2 separate regions of the Mus musculus genome follow, and region 2 is linked to region 1. A link is a contact called in public promoter capture Hi-C data. All regions are on one chromosome and are shown on one strand. Each heading gives the region's core, a stretch centred on a gene start, on an enhancer-like site or on the middle of the called end of the contact. The rest is flanking DNA. Distances are from core to core; before and after follow the strand shown.

Region 1 (3,888 bases), core at 686-3,185:
GCCCCCACCAGCACCCAGCTCACACCTCCTCCTACATGACCAAGTCAGTGACTTGTCTTGACCCACTTCCCCACTCCCACAAATACACACGTCACATCCTCTGTCTTTTTCAGGTGTAATTCATTCTTAGGAAGCTTGAGATGCCGTATCTAAAAATAATTGTATTTAAAATTTGCAAACTACAAAAATAAAATAAAATAAAATAAAATAAATAACAATAAAAACACTGCACTTACAATACTTCACAAAGTCTTTTTGGAAATCTTTTCTGGTATTGACAAAAGCACGCCCTCTTTCGGTTCCAACAACAAACACGTCGGTCTCATACACAGCAATGCAGGCCACCTCAGCCTTGGACTTGGCCAGCTCTTTACACTGAAACAAAACCAGACAACATTACACTATGTATAGCGATTTAAAAGCACTGATTCTTTCTAGATAAATCTAAAAACCTAACACTTAAAAAGTGTCTTAATGCCGGGCGTGGTGGCGCACGCCTTTAATCCCAGCCCTCGGGAGGCAGAGGCAGGCGGACTTCTGAGTTTGAGGCCAGCCTGGTCTACAGAGTGAGTTCCAGGACAGCCAGGGCTACACAGAGAAACCCTGTCTCGAAAAACCAAAAAAAAAAAAAAGCGTCTTAATATATAATCAGGACGCAAGTGTCATTCACATCTTTTTGGGTTTTTTTGTTTGTTTGTTTTTTGAGACAGGGTTTCTCTGTGTAGCCCTGGCTGTCCTGGAACTCACTTTGTAGAACAGGCTGGCCTCGAACTCAGAAATCCGCCTGCCTCTGCCTCTCTGCCTCTCTCTCTGCCTCTCTGCCTCTGCCTCCCGAGTGCTGGGATTAAAGGCGTGTTTCTGTACCAGTGATGACAGATTTTTTTTTTGGTCATTTACATCTTTAAATTAAGTGAAAGTAGATGCTGTACCTAGTTCTAAAGGGGCTGGGGGGTCAAACAAAATCAAAACAACAAAAACAACGTACAGGAAGAATGAAAGTGCTGGGCGGTAGTGGTGCACGCCTTTAATCCCAGCACTCAGGAGGCAGAGGCAGGAGGATTTCTGAGTTCAAGGCCAGCCTGGTCTACAAAGTGAGTTCCAGGACAGCCGGGGCTATACAGAGAAACCCTGTCTCAAAAAAACAAAACAAACAAACAAAAAAAAAAAACCAAAAAACAAAAAAAAAGAATGAAAGCAAGAACATACACACAAGGTAAGATTCCTCAAGATACAAACTCAGATTTGCAGACGTGCACTTTGTGAGGCCTTAGGGAGGGCAGCGTCCCAAGGGTCAGCCGCCTCTGCTGCCAGGAAGAGCTGGCAGGGGAGGGGTGCTGTATCGGGGAAGTCTGAAACTGTAGTCGTAGTGAGGCACTGCTAGGTGGTCTAGGAGCCCGAGGAACTAGTGCCACCACCTGAGAGCAGATCTGAAGCCCACTCATAAGGCAATTCCATGCCTAAGTGTTTGGCTTCTTTGGAGTTTTTTTTTTTTTTTTTTGGTATATTAAGACAGGGTCTCATTATATAGCCCAAAGTGTGCTAGAATACTAAAAAGACCCTCCTACCTCTGACTGACTTTACGAAAGCTTTCTGATGGAATTAAACCTCCTGAAGAACCTGAGGGCTGGGGATGTGCAGGGTGCAGAGCACAATGCTGGACCACGCCTGGCCTGAGTCCCAGCACAGAGACGTTCTATGAAACCTGGTTGGAAAGTATTGACTCCAAAGCTGAAACCTTGGGACTGCGAGGATGCAGCTCAGTTACAAGAGTGCTTGCCTGCTGTAATCCTAACATTTTGGAGACCGAGACAAAAAGGATCAGACAGTGCAGGTCAGATGGCCTCAAAATAATAATAGGCCCCAGGGAGACAGTGGTAGAGCGCTGGCCTACCACACGAGACACAGCGATGGCTCAATCCCAGCATCTAAGAAAGGAGTAATAATTAATCCGTTTAGTTACTGTTTCACAGAAACCACTGGCAGAGCCACAGAATCTCACCATGGACTCCAGGGCAGACATGAGGAAGGTCACCACCATCCTGCTCTCTGAAGACTCTTCATCTTCGGCAGGCAAGGCAGACATCACTACTTGGGCCATGATTCCTGCACGAGGAAAACACAGGGAGGTGAATGTAGAAGACCCACCATGGCCAGTGCTCTATGCGTCCCGGCCCACGTCATTTATAGTTTCATAGCTTTCTTTAAGATATGTGCTCAACTTCCCGTGGCGTGTCATTTCTGTAAAATTAGCTCAGCATCACACCCCAACTAAACCCAGATGGCACCCAGACCCAGTGACATCCTCTCCAGGGAGAGCAGCCACACTTCGTGATCCAATTCACAGGCAAGCCACAAACTTCTGCCTCTCCCCTGTGTGCACCCACAGAAAGAGCAGGTGGCGTTACTGTGGCCGAGCCAAGCTTCTTCTCTAAGGAAGAGGCTGCAGGGCCCTGGGTAGTACCTATGAATCCTAACACACACTCTCTTCAGGCATAGTTTTTGGTTCTATGGTATCAACAAGACGGCACATAGGAATTTCAAACAACAAAAACGTAAGATAGTAACAGCTAGAAAAGATGTGGAGAGAATTGGAAAGCTTCAAACTGCTGCACTGCTGCTTTGGATAATTCCTTAAAACAAAATTAAACTCAAAAGAGAATTATGCAGTCCAGCCACTGCACTTCTGGGACTGCAATATGATTTGTGCTCTCAGATTCATGGCATTCTAACAGTCTAACGGTGGCCGGAATTAGCAAAATGTGAGCTATGCATGTAATGAACATCACTGCGTCTTTACAAGCAGGACATTGGGCTGGAGACGTGGCTCTGCTGCGAGAGTGCTTTCCTGACCAGAATGAAGGCCTGGGTTCCAGCCCGTCTTGTGCACACCTGTGGTCCCACCACTAAGAGGCAGGGGCAGGAGGTTCAATGACATCCTTGGACAATGTAAACGCAAGGCCTGTCTGGGCTAATGACACTGTCTCCAAAAGGAAAAAGAGGAAGGAGTGTCTCATCTGTAGTGGTCTGACTGCAAATGGCCCCCAATGGCTCTTACATTTGAATGCTTGGTCCCCAGTGGATGGAACTGTTTGAGGAGGAGGAGGAGGTGTGGCCTTGCTGGAGATGTCATTGGGGGTAGGCTTTGAGATTTCAAAAGCCCAAGCCATTCTCAACTAGCTAGCTCTCTCTGCCTCATGCCTGTGGAGCAAGTGCAAATTGCCAGCTCCAGCACCCCATACCCTGCCCGCCCGCCTGCCCACCCACCTGCCGGCATGCTCCCTGCCATGATGGTCATGCACTCTAAACCTCTGGAACTGTTAGCCCCAAATTAAATGCTTTCCTTTATAAGCTGCCTCGGTGCTTTTCATAGCCATCGAGACGTAACTAAGACATCACGCATGCTGTAATACTTGGGAGTACTGCAAATGAAAGAACCACCGCGGAAGGGCAAAGCCCACGTGACTCTAGTCCCGGGGCACGCCTGGAAGGCTCAAATCCAGAGACTAAAGTAGAATGGCTGCAAAGTGGGAGCAGAGGGGAGAGGCTGACAGAAAGGAATAAAACTCAGGTGGCTTTAATACCACTGGCAGGCAGAGGCAGAGGCAAAGGCAAATTAGATCTCGGAGTTCGAGGCCGACCTGTTCTACAGAGTGAGTTCCAGGACAGCTAGGGCTACACAGAGAAATCCTGTCTCCAACCAACCAACCAACCTCAAACAAAACACCCTCAGGTGGAGAATAATGCTAATAGAAATGTCAGAGAACCCAACCTTTGGAGAACAGACGAAGCTAATTTGTTTGTTTGTTTGTTTGTTTTGTTTTCAAGACAGGGTTTCTCTGTGTAGCCCTGGCTATCCTGGAACTCACTCTGTAGACCAGGCTGGCCTCG
Region 2 (3,888 bases), core at 531-3,030, 210 kb after region 1:
CCATGCCTGGCTAACTCAAAACACACACCATCTTGATTCTCCTCAGGCAGGCCTGCTGGGTGGGGACTGGGCAAATGCCCATTGCCCTTCCCAGAGCCTAGCTTGATTCGACATCCCTCCCCTCTCCTCACCCTGCCCAGATTCTGCAGAGGACGCCTGGTCTCTGGAAGGACAAGGGTACCTTTGTCCCCTCTTTACAACACCCGTTTCATTCGAGAACAAAGCATGACATTCTCTGGGTGGCACAGGGCTGGCATTTGGAGGGCTCATGATGGATCTCTGCATGTAAGCAGGGACGCGCAGAGGACACACACCCTGGGGGACTCTAGGGGACCAGACTGGAAACTAGGTTTGTCTCCAGAGAGAGGGGAGGGTACTGCTCACCCTTAGAGAAACACAGGTTAAAGCGATCACCCCCCACCCCAACACACACACAACCCTGCAGCAAGTCCTGAAGGGGGTGGGCGGGGCTTAGACGGCAGGGCTAATACACTCAGATGCCAGCAAGAAGTGGCAGCCATGGAGACTGAAAGATTGGAGCCCAGGCACCTAATGGCAGCCAGTCAGCAGAGGAAGATCGACAGGGACGCTTAATGAGCAATGATGAGTTTAGTCATGAAGACAGTAGAAGACAGGGTGACCCAGCCCCAAGGGACCAACTATTATGTTTGGGACAGGGTTTGGGCTTTCAATTTTGACTTTGTGTGTTCATATGCATGTGGAGAGCAGAGGTGGATGTCAGGTAATTGTGTGTGTGTGTGTGTGTCTCTCTGTGTGTGTGTGTGTGTGTGTGTGTGTGTGTCTGTGTGTGTCTATGTTGAGGGGTCCAGGGGAGGTGCTCAGGACAGGGTTTCTCTGTATAGTTCTGGCTGTCCTGGAACTCACCAGGTTACAGACCAGGCTGGCCTCGAACTCACAGAAAGAGAGAAAGAGAAACCTTCTTGCCTTTGCCTCCAAGTGCTGGGATTAAAGGCATGCATCACCCTAGTCTATGTCAGACCTTAATCACACTCCACTGAATTATGCCAACTGGCCAATCTCAGCAACAAGGTTAGACCTGTGCCATGCCAATTTTTGTTTTTGTTTCTTCAGGCAGGGTTTCTCTGTGTAGCCCTGGCTGTCCTGAAACTCATTCTGTAGACCAGGCTGGCCTCACACCCAGAAATCCGCCTGCCTCTGCCTCCCTAGTACTGGGATTAAAGGTGTGTGCCACCATGCCTGGCTGCTGTGCCCATTTTTAATGAGAGTGCTAGGAATCCAAACTCAGGCTCTGTATTGATGAGCCTCATCGTGGCCCCCTAACTGGGGAGTTCTAGCCATGTGATCAGCCGAGTCATGTCCCCAGGCCCCCCAGTTTGAGTTTCTGGGTAAGTCTTCTGCTGCTGAGCCACATCCCCCGGACCTTGGTTTTAACTTATACGTTTTTAGATTTATGTATTTATTTTATGTGTGCAAATGTATTTCCTGCACATATGTATAAACCATGTATGTTTTGAGGCCATGAGCTTGGAGGCCAGAAAACAATCCGATCCCTTGAAACTGAAGTTACAGATGGTGAAGTACCTCTCGGGTGCTGGGAGAACCCTCAGGTCCTCCATGAGGGCAGCAAGTGCTCTTAGCCGCGGGCAACCTCCCGGGTCCCAGTTTTCACTTTTTAAAAGATTTGTTTTTACTTGTGCAAGCATGCCCGCGTTTCCATGGGTGTGTGTGCAGGTGCCGGTTGGGGTCAGCAGAGGGCACTACAACCCTTGTAGCTGGAGATCTAGGAGGTTGTGAGCCATCTGGAACTCGAATGCCACGTTCTCGGAAGTGTAGTGAGTATTCTTAGCCACTGAGCCATCCCTATAGCCTCCTGCTTTGTCTTTTAAGATGGTTGGGGGAAACAGGCAAGGTGGCTTCAAGCCTGGAATCCTAGCACCTACAGGCTGAGGCAGGAGAATTCTGAGGTCCAGGCCAGCCCGTGTAGTATCAAACAACGCAACCACAACCAAATGTGGGGCAGGGATTAAGTTAATGTTACCTCAATTCACATTCTGATTGCTCTGAATATGGTCACAATTTAGTCTTTAGAATCAAAAATAAAAATATAAACACAGGATGTGATAGTCTTTCTGGCTACACTGGCCATGTGACACTATTTGTCTTGTTCTGTCCCTTGCCTCAATGCCTGCCAGCCTATTGGCAGCCCTGGGACCAACCAGGTTCTCTCCGGGGGATAGCTTGGGTGGTAGCAATCTGGCAGGCTGGAATAAGGAGGAGATGTAGTAAAAGATACAGACAGGTGGCAGACAGACAGGCTGACCCAGAGTCGCCAAGGGTCTGTGAGCACCTGACACCACCCTGACTCCAGTCCCTTGAACTGCCGGCCAGGGGTGTGCATGTGTGCATTTCCCTACAACCGATCGTTGCTAAGATCTGTTGATGGGAGCAGGTGCAGAGGGCTTAGCTCTGGCAGCCCCCCTCTCCCCTCAAGCCCACCCATCTGTCCCCTACAGGGGGACTGCTGTCCTTCAGATAAGCCAGACATAACCACCTGTGCTGTCCCTCTGGCTGTAACAAAACCACAAATCACAACAGCTTCAGGCTGGGGAAGGATACCTGGCTTTTTCCCTCCCTCCCTCCCTCCCTCCCTCCCTCCCTCCCTCCCTCCCTCCCTCCTTCCCTTCCTTCCTTCCTTCCCTCCTTCCCTTCCTCCCTCACTCCCTCTTTTCTCCCTCCCTCCCTCCCTCCCTCCCTCCCTCTTTCTTTCCTTCCTTCCTTCCTTCCTTCCTTCCCTCCCTCTCTCCCTCTTTCCTTCCTCCCTCCCTTCCTTCCTTCCTTTTTTGGAGTCTCATTTATTCCAGACTAGCCTCAAACTCACTGCATAGCCAAGGCTGGCCTTGAACTCCTGATCCTCCTGCTTTTGTTTCCTGAGGTCTGGGGTTACAGGAGTGCACCCCATGTCCAGCTTTCATTGTCAGCTAACCAGACTAGCCTTGAATTTGCCACGTAGCCAAGGATGACCTCAATTTCGAGCCCCCGGCCTCCACCTCCCCACGGTGGCGTTACCAGCTGAACCCGGAGCGTCACACATGCTAAGCAGGCATTCTACCGACTGAGCCCCAGCTCCAGCCCCTCCTCCCTTCCTTCCAGGCAGGGTCTTGCTAAGAAGTACGGGTTGGCTTAGACTTGGTACGTAGCCCAGGCTAGCCTTGAGCTTATAATCATCTTGCTCCAGCTATACTTGAAAACTAGGGTGCCACCAGGCCCAGATCAACCCGAGTGGAACTCAGAAATGACCTACGGCTGAGGTTTCTAAGGTCCCTCAGGAACTTGGGAAACAGTCACAAATGCAGACCACTAGGTCTAGATGGACACGCGGGCCTGAGAGCCTGTAATGGACCAAGACTGCTTCACTCTGCAGAGGAGGAAGCTGAGGTCTGCTGAAGGGAAGTGGCTTCCAGAAGCCAGACAGGTCTGACAACATCAGGAAGAGCTGAGCTCCCTGTCTCACGTGGCCATTCCAGAGAGTTCTTGCTTTTTCCTTTCCCAGGGAGCTTCAAGAGACACAACAGGAAAGGTGGCCAAGGGTGGCCTCCTGACCTCAGAGGTCTCTGCAGGCCTTGGGGGCAGGGCTAGATACCCCCTCAGTGGGCCTGAGGCCTTCTGGGCCCTAAGTCAGCACAGTGTGTTTATGAACTAGGAACAATCCCATTGTATCCATACCAGGTATACAGGTAGCAAAATGGCGAGGGTACAGTCTGGGGCAGGACCCAACAATCGCTGTCTCTAATGTGCACACTTGCTAGTTGGTGGTACCACTGGGGTAGTCTCTGCTCTCTCTCTCTCTCTTTTAAATTCATGTAGCCCAGGCTAGCCCTAAATTTGCTCTATAGCTGAGGATGACCT

The links. Capture Hi-C pulls out chosen DNA fragments and counts their contacts.
Region 2: a contact with region 1 is called in a promoter capture Hi-C map of pancreatic islet. The contact joins two enhancer-like sites. A contact is called at or near these places in 1 of 484 Hi-C or Micro-C datasets (nephron progenitors), 1 of 115 datasets of contacts at active chromatin or transcription factors (memory CD8 T cells) and 3 of 9 other capture datasets (adipose tissue, liver and pancreatic islet).

What each region holds. Positions count from the first base shown.
Region 1 is chr5:134,293,511-134,297,398 of GRCm38.p6, forward strand. It overlaps Gtf2i (general transcription factor II I), which reads right to left. Exons shown (of 34, transcript NM_010365.4): 2 at 2,000-2,103; 3 at 237-375. The coding sequence starts at 2,098. Among named protein-coding and RNA genes, the nearest start is that of Gtf2i, 19 kb to the right of the region's middle. Within about 2 kb of position 1,936, at least 48 of the 459 cell types and tissues checked have an H3K27ac peak or open chromatin away from gene starts, as enhancers often do. A contact at or near this core is called in pancreatic islet, where this site is marked.
Region 2 is chr5:134,505,756-134,509,643 of GRCm38.p6, forward strand. The region is part of intron 8 of Clip2 (CAP-GLY domain containing linker protein 2); the gene reads right to left. Among named protein-coding and RNA genes, the nearest start is that of Clip2, 45 kb to the right of the region's middle. Within about 2 kb of position 1,781, at least 50 of the 459 cell types and tissues checked have an H3K27ac peak or open chromatin away from gene starts, as enhancers often do. A contact at or near this core is called in pancreatic islet, where this site is marked.